Regions from separate parts of the Zea mays genome. Here region 1 is linked to region 2. The links are chromatin contacts, called in public Hi-C maps. All regions are on one chromosome and are shown on one strand. Each heading gives the region's core, a stretch centred on a gene start, on an enhancer-like site or on the middle of the called end of the contact. The rest is flanking DNA. Distances are from core to core; before and after follow the strand shown. Region 1 has its middle 9.6 kb from the start of LOC100283571. Region 2 holds the start of LOC100275703 (putative RING zinc finger domain superfamily protein).

The links. A called contact is a pair of places that touch in the nucleus more often than the background predicts.
Region 1: a contact with region 2 is called in a Hi-C map of tassel, with 2.2 times the contacts expected there. The contact joins the enhancer-like site here to the promoter of LOC100275703 in region 2. A contact is called at or near these places in 2 of 25 Hi-C or Micro-C datasets (ear and tassel).

What each region holds. Positions count from the first base shown.
Region 1 is chr9:139,090,197-139,094,936 of Zm-B73-REFERENCE-NAM-5.0, reverse strand. No RefSeq gene overlaps it. Among protein-coding and RNA genes, the nearest start is that of LOC100283571, 9.6 kb to the left of the region's middle. Within about 2 kb of position 1,521, at least 17 of the 20 cell types and tissues checked have an H3K27ac peak or open chromatin away from gene starts, as enhancers often do. A contact at or near this core is called in ear and tassel, where this site is marked.
Region 2 is chr9:138,998,661-139,003,357 of Zm-B73-REFERENCE-NAM-5.0, reverse strand. It overlaps LOC100275703 (putative RING zinc finger domain superfamily protein), which reads right to left and starts at 3,103. Exons shown (of 4, transcript NM_001149728.1): 1 at 2,970-3,103; 2 at 1,754-2,264; 3 at 279-319; 4 at 1-149. The coding sequence starts at 2,081. It overlaps LOC109942206 (a long non-coding RNA gene), which reads left to right and starts at 3,164. Exons shown (of 2, transcript XR_002264828.3): 1 at 3,164-3,618; 2 at 3,720-3,913.

The DNA of each region.
Region 1 (4,740 bases), core at 272-2,771, 93 kb before region 2:
TGAGAGGGACCGTGATGATGACAGGTTCTATGAATTGGAGAAGAATAAGCTTGACTTGGAGCGAGATCAGCACGACAAAGAGATAATGCAAACTAACACAAGCACAATGAACGAAGAATCAAAACTGTATTTCAAGTTGATGAAACAGCAGATTTTGGCTCGCCGTTTTGGTAGTAAGCAATCTGCATGATACTGTACTTGAGTTACCTGTTAGTGAGACCATTACTATTCATCTCAGGTTCTTTGTGCTTGTTAGATACATTTCTTTAGAGACCATTCTATTTCAATTCCTTCAGAGACCATACAGAAAACAATGGATGTTGAAGATCTATGCGCTCTGTTACTTGTGTGTTCCATTTTCTATTTCATTTCCTTCAGAGACCATACAGTCAGATGATTAACTTCAGAGACCTTTCACTTCCAGAATCTGCTAATAACATAGCTGTTGTTCTTTACATATGTTATGTTGATGTGATGCCTGATGCGGTATGGCAAAGCTCAGGCCACAACAGAGGTTCCTTTGTGCCATCCTTGCTGTTGAGCTCACCGTGAGCAAGGGGTTATAGGATGAGTTTTATTTGTAGAGTTGATAATTGATGAATTGATAATAGATGATTTTCTTTCTTAGTTCGAAAATGGGCCATTTGCTTAACCATTGGTTGTATGTTGCTGCCTTTCGTCAGGCATTGTCATTTGGCTCCTATCAGCAGTATGTGTATAAGCTGGTTTCACTATTCTTGTACCATTAGGCAACTGTGGCAACGATCGTTATTGTACATTCTGTTTCATTTCCTTCAGAGCCCACACAGAAAATAATGGATGCTGACATCTTCTAGGTGAGTTATTTAAACCTTTTCTTGTGTCTTATATCGATGTTCTTAAATATGGGGTTGGATCAACAAGTAAACGCCTTCTGTGGCAATGCTCATTCTTCACAGCTTCAGTACATCGTACACGCAGTGCTGCAAACTAAAACGCTTAAACAGTAAACTAAGAAGCATCAATAAAAAAAATCAGATGCCATCTAAAACAGTAGTGCTACTTACTACATGTCGCGTCTGGTGTGCCATGATACGGCTGGATGCGACGGCTGCAGCCGGGCAACATGATACTGAGAGCTGGAATCGCATCGAAGAGTAGGTATGAAAACGATTTCGGATTTTTTTTTTCAGAATTCTGGTTGCCGTTTTCGATTTTTACGGTCACGAAACTTTTCAATACGAAAATTTTAAAAACAAACTCGGCACTGGAATTTTTTATTGGAAATTATACCGATTTTAATTAAAATTTACCGAATTTTATCCTCAGAGTTTTACAAAAAACTAACAGGCCCAAAGGCTGGTGGACCAGCTGGTTAACCCACCCACCCCTTCGCCTCCACCCGGCCTAAACACAAGGACATATATATAGCGTCTGTCTAGTCTCCCATCGTTCAAAAGGTGGGGCTAAACTAACACCAGATACAGCAAGTCAGCAAGGCACACACAATTTTGATTCTTGCCAGGGCCCATTACCTAGCCCACAAACGTTTGGAGAGGCTGGCGGGACGTGCTTCACTCACGCTTTTCACGCGGTACGTGAGAGGGACCAGCCACTCTCTCGCACACGCTATATATACACACACGAGTACTATATTTTTTTAAAAAAAAATCGTGACGATGGTTGTGTGCTTGATCCATTTCATACTTGCCTTGATCCTACAATGGTAGAAGCACTAGCTTGTTTGCATCAAAGATTGGATAGATGGAGAACGAAAATATTATATAGCATAAATTTATATCTGTTTACAATTTAATTAGTCATTACCCTTTTACTAATGCACTAATGGATCTATATATTCCGAGGTTGTAAGGCTAGAAGTGTTGATATCCCTATTATGTTTTGTGAAATGGATCAGGAAATGTAGACTTGTTATATGTGAACTTATTATATTGTGAATTGTAAGGTTGTTATATTTTGAATTATAAACTTGTGATCTTTGTCAACTTTGTTATATTAGACTTCTTATATTAAGATATTTTCATTTTGTATGTTTATCGATCGTATTTTACTTTTGTGTCTAGGTGCTAAATATGGTGCTCAATAGTCACTTTCTACAATTTGGTTTGTGATCGAAACAGTAGGTTATGGTTTAGTTTTTACAATCCCCCAACACCGTATTGTGAATATCACGGCTGGATGCGCAAATTATGTGTTGGCCGGCTCTAGATTTTATACTATAAAATTTAAGTATCGAATCAGATTGGGATCAAACCGTGTTCCTACTTATTTTTGAACTAAACTTAATTAAAAATTATAACTTATGAAGACACATTTGGATCATGATCCATTACCACTACTGGTTGCTACAAGTGGCTATCGAGGCTGTGCATGAACACTTTGGCCAAAAAGAACGCACTAGTCTTCAGTTCAATGCAGCAAAATAATTTGACTTGTTGGGCAGTGGCAGGGCATGTTCCTTTGCCTCGAGCGACGCCAAACCCGGTTTGGCACTTTGGCCAAAAAGAATGCACTATCGAGGTTGTACATGAACATTTCGCCCAAGAAGAACGCACTAGTCTTCAGTTCAACGCAGCAAAATAATTTGACTTGGTGTGTAGTGGCAGGGTAGGTTCCTTTGCCTCGAGTGACGCCGAACTCAGTTTGGCACTTTGGCCGAGAAGAACGCACTATCGAGATTGTGCATGAACACTTCGGCCAAGAAGAACGCACTAGTCTTCAGTTCAACGCAGCAAAATAATTTAACTTGGTGTGTAGTGGCAGGGTAGGTCCTTTGCCTCGAGTGACGCCAAACTCGGTTTGGCACTTTGGCCAAGAAGAACGCACTATCGAGATTGTGCATGAACACTTCGGCCAAGAAGAACGCACTATTGAGGTTGTGCATGAACATTTCGACCAAGAAGAATGCACTAGTCTTCAGTTCAACACAGCAAAATAATTTGACTTGGTGTGTAGTGGCAGGGTAGGTTCCTTTGCCTCGAGTGACGCCAAATTCGGTTTGGCACTTTGGCCGAGAAGAACGCACTATCGAGATTGTGCATGAACACTTCGGCCAAGAAGAACGCACTAGTCTTCAGTTCAACGCAGCAAAATAATTTAACTTGGTGTGTAGTGGTAGGGTAGGTCCTTTGCCTCGAGTGACGCCAAACTCGGTTTGACACTTTGGCCGAGAAGAACGCACTATCGGGATTTTGCATGAACACTTCGGCCAAGAAGAACACACTATCGAGATTGTGCGTGAACACTTCGGCTAAGAAGAACGCACTAGTCTTCAGTTTAACGCAGCAAAATAATTTGACTTGGTGTGTAGTGGCAGGGTAGGTTCCTTTGCCTCGAGTGATGCCAAACTCGGTTTGGCACTTTGGCCGAGAAGAACGAACTATCGAGATTGTGCATGAACACTTCGGCCAAGAAGAACGCACTAGTCTTTAGTTCAACGCAGCAAAATAATTTAACTTGGTGTGTAGTAGCAGGGTAGGTCCTTTGCCTCGAGTGACGCCAAACTCGGTTTGGCACTTTGGCCGAGAAGAACGCACTATCGAGATTTTGCATGAACACTTCGGCCAAGAAGAACGCACTATCGAGATTGTGCGTGAACACTTCGGCCAAGAAGAACACACTAGTCTTCAGTTCAACGTAGCAAAATAATTTGACTTGGTGTGTAGTGGCAGGGTATGTTCCTTTGCCTCGAGTGACGCCAAACTCGATTTGGCACTTTGGCTGAGAAGAACGCACTATCGAGATTGTGCATGAACACTTCGGCCAAGAACAACACACTAGTTTTTAGTTCAATGCAGCAAAATAATTTGACTTGGTGTGTAGTGGCAGGGTAGGTTCCTTTGCCTCGAGTGATGCCAAACTCGGTTTGGCACTTTGGCCGAGAAGAACACACTATCGAGATTGTGCATGAACACTTCAGCCAAGAAGAACGCACTATCGAGATTGTGCGTGAACACTTCGGCCAAGAAGAACGCACTATCGAGATTGTGCGTGAACACTTCGGCCAAGAAGAACGCACTAGTCTTTAGTTCAACATAACAAAATAATTTGACTTGGTGTGTAGTGGTGTCACACCCGGTTTTAGAAGGCAAACCGAATGCGAACCATGTACGTGCCAGGATCAGTTATTCACGTACACAGCAGTTACATAACATGGACATCATCACACAGTGCTCAGAATAGTATTAAAAGGGAAATAATAGTCGATTACATCATACGTCTGAGACGTCCATATAGTTCTTACAATAAATCAAAGTGCGGAAAAGAAACGTAGATAAACGCGGCCTTCACAGGCAGCCGACTGGGGGTTGCCGCTAACCCACGCCTAGAACTCGTCGTAGTCTTGGAACTCCTGGAAGTCTCCTTCCACAGCTTCATCTTCGCCTGAGCAGTGGTTGCAATGCTGACAACCTGGGGATGGGGGGTTTGGTGTGTAGAGCAAGGGTGAGTACACATCAACATACTCAGCAAGTATCCTGTTTGGCTGTAGTGGACTAGCTTTATGTGGGGATAAGTCAAGCAGTTGCTTTTAGTTGGTCAGATTATTATTACTAGTAGAGAAAGCCAAGTTTTAGCATTAACCCAAGTTATTAGCCCGATGTACCCTTTCCAAACGGAAAGAATACCACTTACCAGCACCATGGTCATAACCAGAACCATCGATCTCATAACCACCTGTACCATAATGTCTCTGATCAAGTACCACTAATCACTGGAGCTCCCTTGGCCGCTCATAACCGC
Region 2 (4,697 bases), core at 1,854-4,353:
AGTGGGTAGACTGGTTTAGACATGAAAGACCGCCTGCCCATATGGTTGCGAGGTAGATATGGGGCTGGTTGTTTACTAGATGAAGCTAACTGGCTTGATTCTGAAAATGGGGATGCAGAACTGAAACTGCTTGTGGCAGTCAGTGGCCTCTGCAGAAGAGGAACATAAAAGTCAGAATTGTGATAGCAGACTGCAAAATTATTTATTAGTTGCATTAGCTCTATGTCATTTGTCAAAGAAATGTGGAAATGACACATAGAAGACGAGAAGTAGCTTACCTCACTTGACTGAGGATAGTCAGAAGTTTCTGGCCTTGATCCTGGTTCAATGAGTAAAGCAACAGTTAATTCAACAGGAAGATATCAAAGGATTACAAAAACCAAAGGAATGTCCTCAGTTGCTTCTACGACTGTGTAGAATTATGGGAAACATGGGTAATCATGAAGAAGGAAAAATGTGGCATAGCAGTATTTGACTTGCATACTATAAAGCCAACTCCAATGTTTACAATGAAGAAAATAATATTACCCAGTAGACTCAATTCAAAGAAAACATTGAGAAGAAAAAGTTTGGTTTCAATATACTTGCTAGTTGTCACACCTAAGAAGATTCCAGTTCCAGGTATGCCAGTTTGATTCAAGAGGGCCTAAGGAGTCTATTGCTCAATTTGTGCAAAACAGAACAGGGCAGAATTAACATGTCCAGATCTACACAACTCAGTCCTTTATGGTTAACAGTGCATACAACGTATTAAAAGGTAATACACCCAACCCATGGAAACATTATAAGCCACAAGAGTGCATGACCATAAAAGCCCAGTAGGAAATCCCTCCGTTCCAAAATATAGCTTGTTTTAGTTTTTTCCTAAGTCAAACTTCTCTAATTTTGACCAAGTTTATAGAAAAATGCACCTATATCTACATCATCAAACTAGTTTCATTAGATCCACCATGAAATGTCTTGATAGTACATTTATTTAGTACTGTAGATGTTAATACATTTATCTAGAAACTTGGTCAAAGTTAAAGAAGTTTGAGGACAAAACTAAAATGACATGGATTGTGGAATGGACAATGGAGGGAGTACATCTTAACACAATGAAGAATACAGTGAAAAAAGTACCAATGAAGTGACTAAACGAAACAAATTACAAGTTCCCCATTTACTATGCAATGCAAAGACATGTTCGAATCAAACCAAATTTGTTTCAGAAGTAAATAACAAAAAGCATAAAGGATTCAATAAAGAAGCCTACTCTTATTTGGGAATAAACATTGTTCAACCTGATGCAAAACTGAACCGAGCCATAACCATGTCTAAACCTGACACTGAATGCATGAAAGAATAACACTTACAATAGAAAAGATCATAAGAAGAGTATGTGACCATGCAAATCCAGTAGAAAAAAGCTGTTGAACTAAATAGCAGCTATACAAGCGGATAATAATGAATCAAATTACAACTGTACAATCCCCCCACTGATAATGAAATGGGGAGGCATGCTTGTAAAGAATCAATTTTACTTTAAAAGTATATTAAAAAATTGTAGAAATTTGACTAAATGGGGAAGGTATTGCATTTTTCCAGTCGAAAAAAGTTAGCACACTGTGTTAGCCTTTCCAGTAGAAACCTCAAATTCAGTCCAGCGCTCAAGTCACAGTTCTACGAAGAGATAACCATATAAAAGAATAGTAAAAAAATAGTTTGCTGCTGAGCTAACTTGATCTTCCATATGAAATAAAAAGGTACATACCTCCTGCAGGGGTAGAGAATTCACCAAGATCAAATCTTTGAAGAGAGGGCGTCCAGCGTGGAGCCTGAAGGCTGTCAGCTGGACTCCCAAAATAAGAAAGTGCTCCATCAGACACAGAATGATGGTGACTGAGGTACTGATCACTGCCAAATGCATTTCTGCTTCCTTTGCTATGGGATGACAATGATGAAACATAAGGTGGGTGATCATGAGGAGCATCATGAACTCTGTGGGGCAATCCATCTGATGAATAACGACAGTCCCATCTCCTTGATGTTGGGGGAGAGAAGCTCGAGTTTATGCGCCAACGAGGCTCAGTAGGATCCATAGAACGATCTCTGCTTGCAGGGTCAGACTTCGTCCCATGTGGCCTAGCGGCCACGCAGCAAAGAGCACCCGTCTTGACTAATTTTGGCAATCACGTGAAGAGACTATTTGCTTATTATGTTTGAGAAGCTTGATTGCAGCAAAGGGGGATTATACACCGAGTGAAGAAAAGGAATAGGGTCACCTGTCCACATAGAAGCATGTCAGTGTTGACAAGAAGATAAGCACGAGAAAATATCATCTGAAGGAAAGACTCCTTTTCAAGGGGGGAGGGGCAATGAACATGCTCATAACTGTTGAACAACTCCATTCACAGCTAGGCCACACCAAACCCCACCCAAAACGCAAATAAAACATATTTATATTATGGATCAAGTGAACTATTAATGCACCATAGAGCTTCTATATACATCATTAAATAAAGCTTCATTTTTTTGGTAATATTGCATTGCCACCACAAGGCCACAACAAATTTGCGTGGGTTAATCTCATCAAATGACACCAACCTAGTTTTATAGGTGGATAAAAGGGAAAGAAATCTACTTCATAATTTTTTCTTCTTCTTGTTCTATTTGCACCAAAATATATCCAGCCCTCTGCGGTCAGTCGGTCAGTGATGCCCCTATCCAACAAGAAATCCACCAGACTAAGAGCTAGTACTTCAGCTCCCAGTCCAATAAACCACCGATCAAATCCACCTAATAACTCGCCCAGTAGAGGGCATGGGTGTGGCGGTGTGCAAATGCAAACCAGATAAATTTTGCAAGAACTCGAAGCTAGTAGATATCTTGTACGTATATACCCGTGGCCAGATCCGAATAAAAAAAAGTTTAAGCTAGGGTTTGAGATGTTCGGTTGCGCAGAGCAGGATGGGAAGGGTCGGGCATACCTGGTAGGTGCTCGTCGCCGGCGAAGACCTGGCGAAGGACGATAGCACTAGCCCAGTCGTCACCACGAGGAAAGAAAGGGGGATGGGGGAAAGAAAAGCGATAGAGAAAGGTGAACGGGAGAAAGGGAAAAAGGAGAGCAGAGTGAACGCAACGGAACGATACATATTCTACCGCAAACGGGCAGAGGGACGTCGAACGCCCGCGAGGCATCGATCAGGCATCCAGCTCGCTTAGCCCGTCAGAGACGAAGCCCAACACACAGCCCACTTCGCAGCCGCTCGCAGCCTGTACCGTCGCGGCAGTGCGCGGCTCCGCGGGTCTCCTACTCTCCTCCGGTCCTCTCCTCCCCACTCCCCAGTCCGGCAGTCCCCATCCCTCGCCTCGTCCCCCGCATCCTACCGCGTGACCATGCACGACACCAGGAGCTCGGTAGATCACATAGCCGGCGCCCCGTCGGCCGCTTCCAATCTCTCTGTAGAGCGAAGCCTACCGTAACGGTGGATATGCAGATCCTCCTACGATGCATGAATCTTTAGGATCGGCAGAGTTGGCTCCGGTCTGTCTCGCTTGCGATGGTGGTGTCGAACGGTGGCCTCCTGCGTTTGCATGAGGAGAAGCTCCACTCATGGCGTTTATCAGCCCATCCAGGTTTGGATCGTCTTTCTGGATCTAATTACATTCCATTCGACTACTCCCTCTCATGAGAACATCCATCATGACACTACTGACCCATGCTAAACACGATCAAGGTACTCATGAACGGGTACAAGGGCCGATGATTGGAGCAAGAATATATCGATTACAACATGAGATGAATCTTCTCCTTAATGATTGTAAGCATGTCTTTACTACGAATCATCTACTACCTAATGGGGATGTACTACTTGTTCTCAGGTTTGAACTTTGAAGCATAAGCTAATCGAAAGGAGTAATCTGGAGATGACGTGCTGACGTGCAGATTCTGACTACCAAGTTAATGATGAAAACTGTACTGCTCTCAAAGGTTCCCACAACAGTAAAACTAAAAAAATTCGAAGCCTTAAAGCTTATGTCCGACAACAAATGTTCATCGGTTCTAAAATGTCAGATATAAGAGTATTTCTGACAGCCACCGTCGAACATAAATTATTTTCGATGGCCTCTAAGAGCCGATCGATTAAATCGGGTAACGATCGTAACGCGTCCAGAGAACTCCACATGTGGGTCGTCGAACTTAAGTTGTCAGTATGTTCGACGGTTGTCCGTGGACCGTCAGACTTTATACACTTATGTCCGACAGCCACTGCTAGACCGTCGGACATACTAATGAATTATGTGAGGTCAAATTCTTCGAGTTTTTTTTGTTTTATTACCACAACACATATTTTCACAGCCACAAATATCCAGATTCCACAACCACATACATCCAAAAACACATACATTTACAAACACATTCCACGTTCACAACACACATTTTTTCTGATAAACGAACATTCACAACCATAAAGTGTCACAAAGTTTCACACGTCGAACTTATGTGATCGACATTCACACATAGTTTCAAATCATTCAAATGTCAACATCAAACTACTAAGGTTTCGAAGTGCAATAGAAGAATAACTAACTAAGCCTACCAGCTATCACTTGGTTGGTTAGAATTGTGGTCACTTCCTGTGGCTGGACTTTTGGTGGTGAAAAACTGAAAAGGTTGTTCACCCACGAAGTCATGGTGTCATCTTGGCCAGATG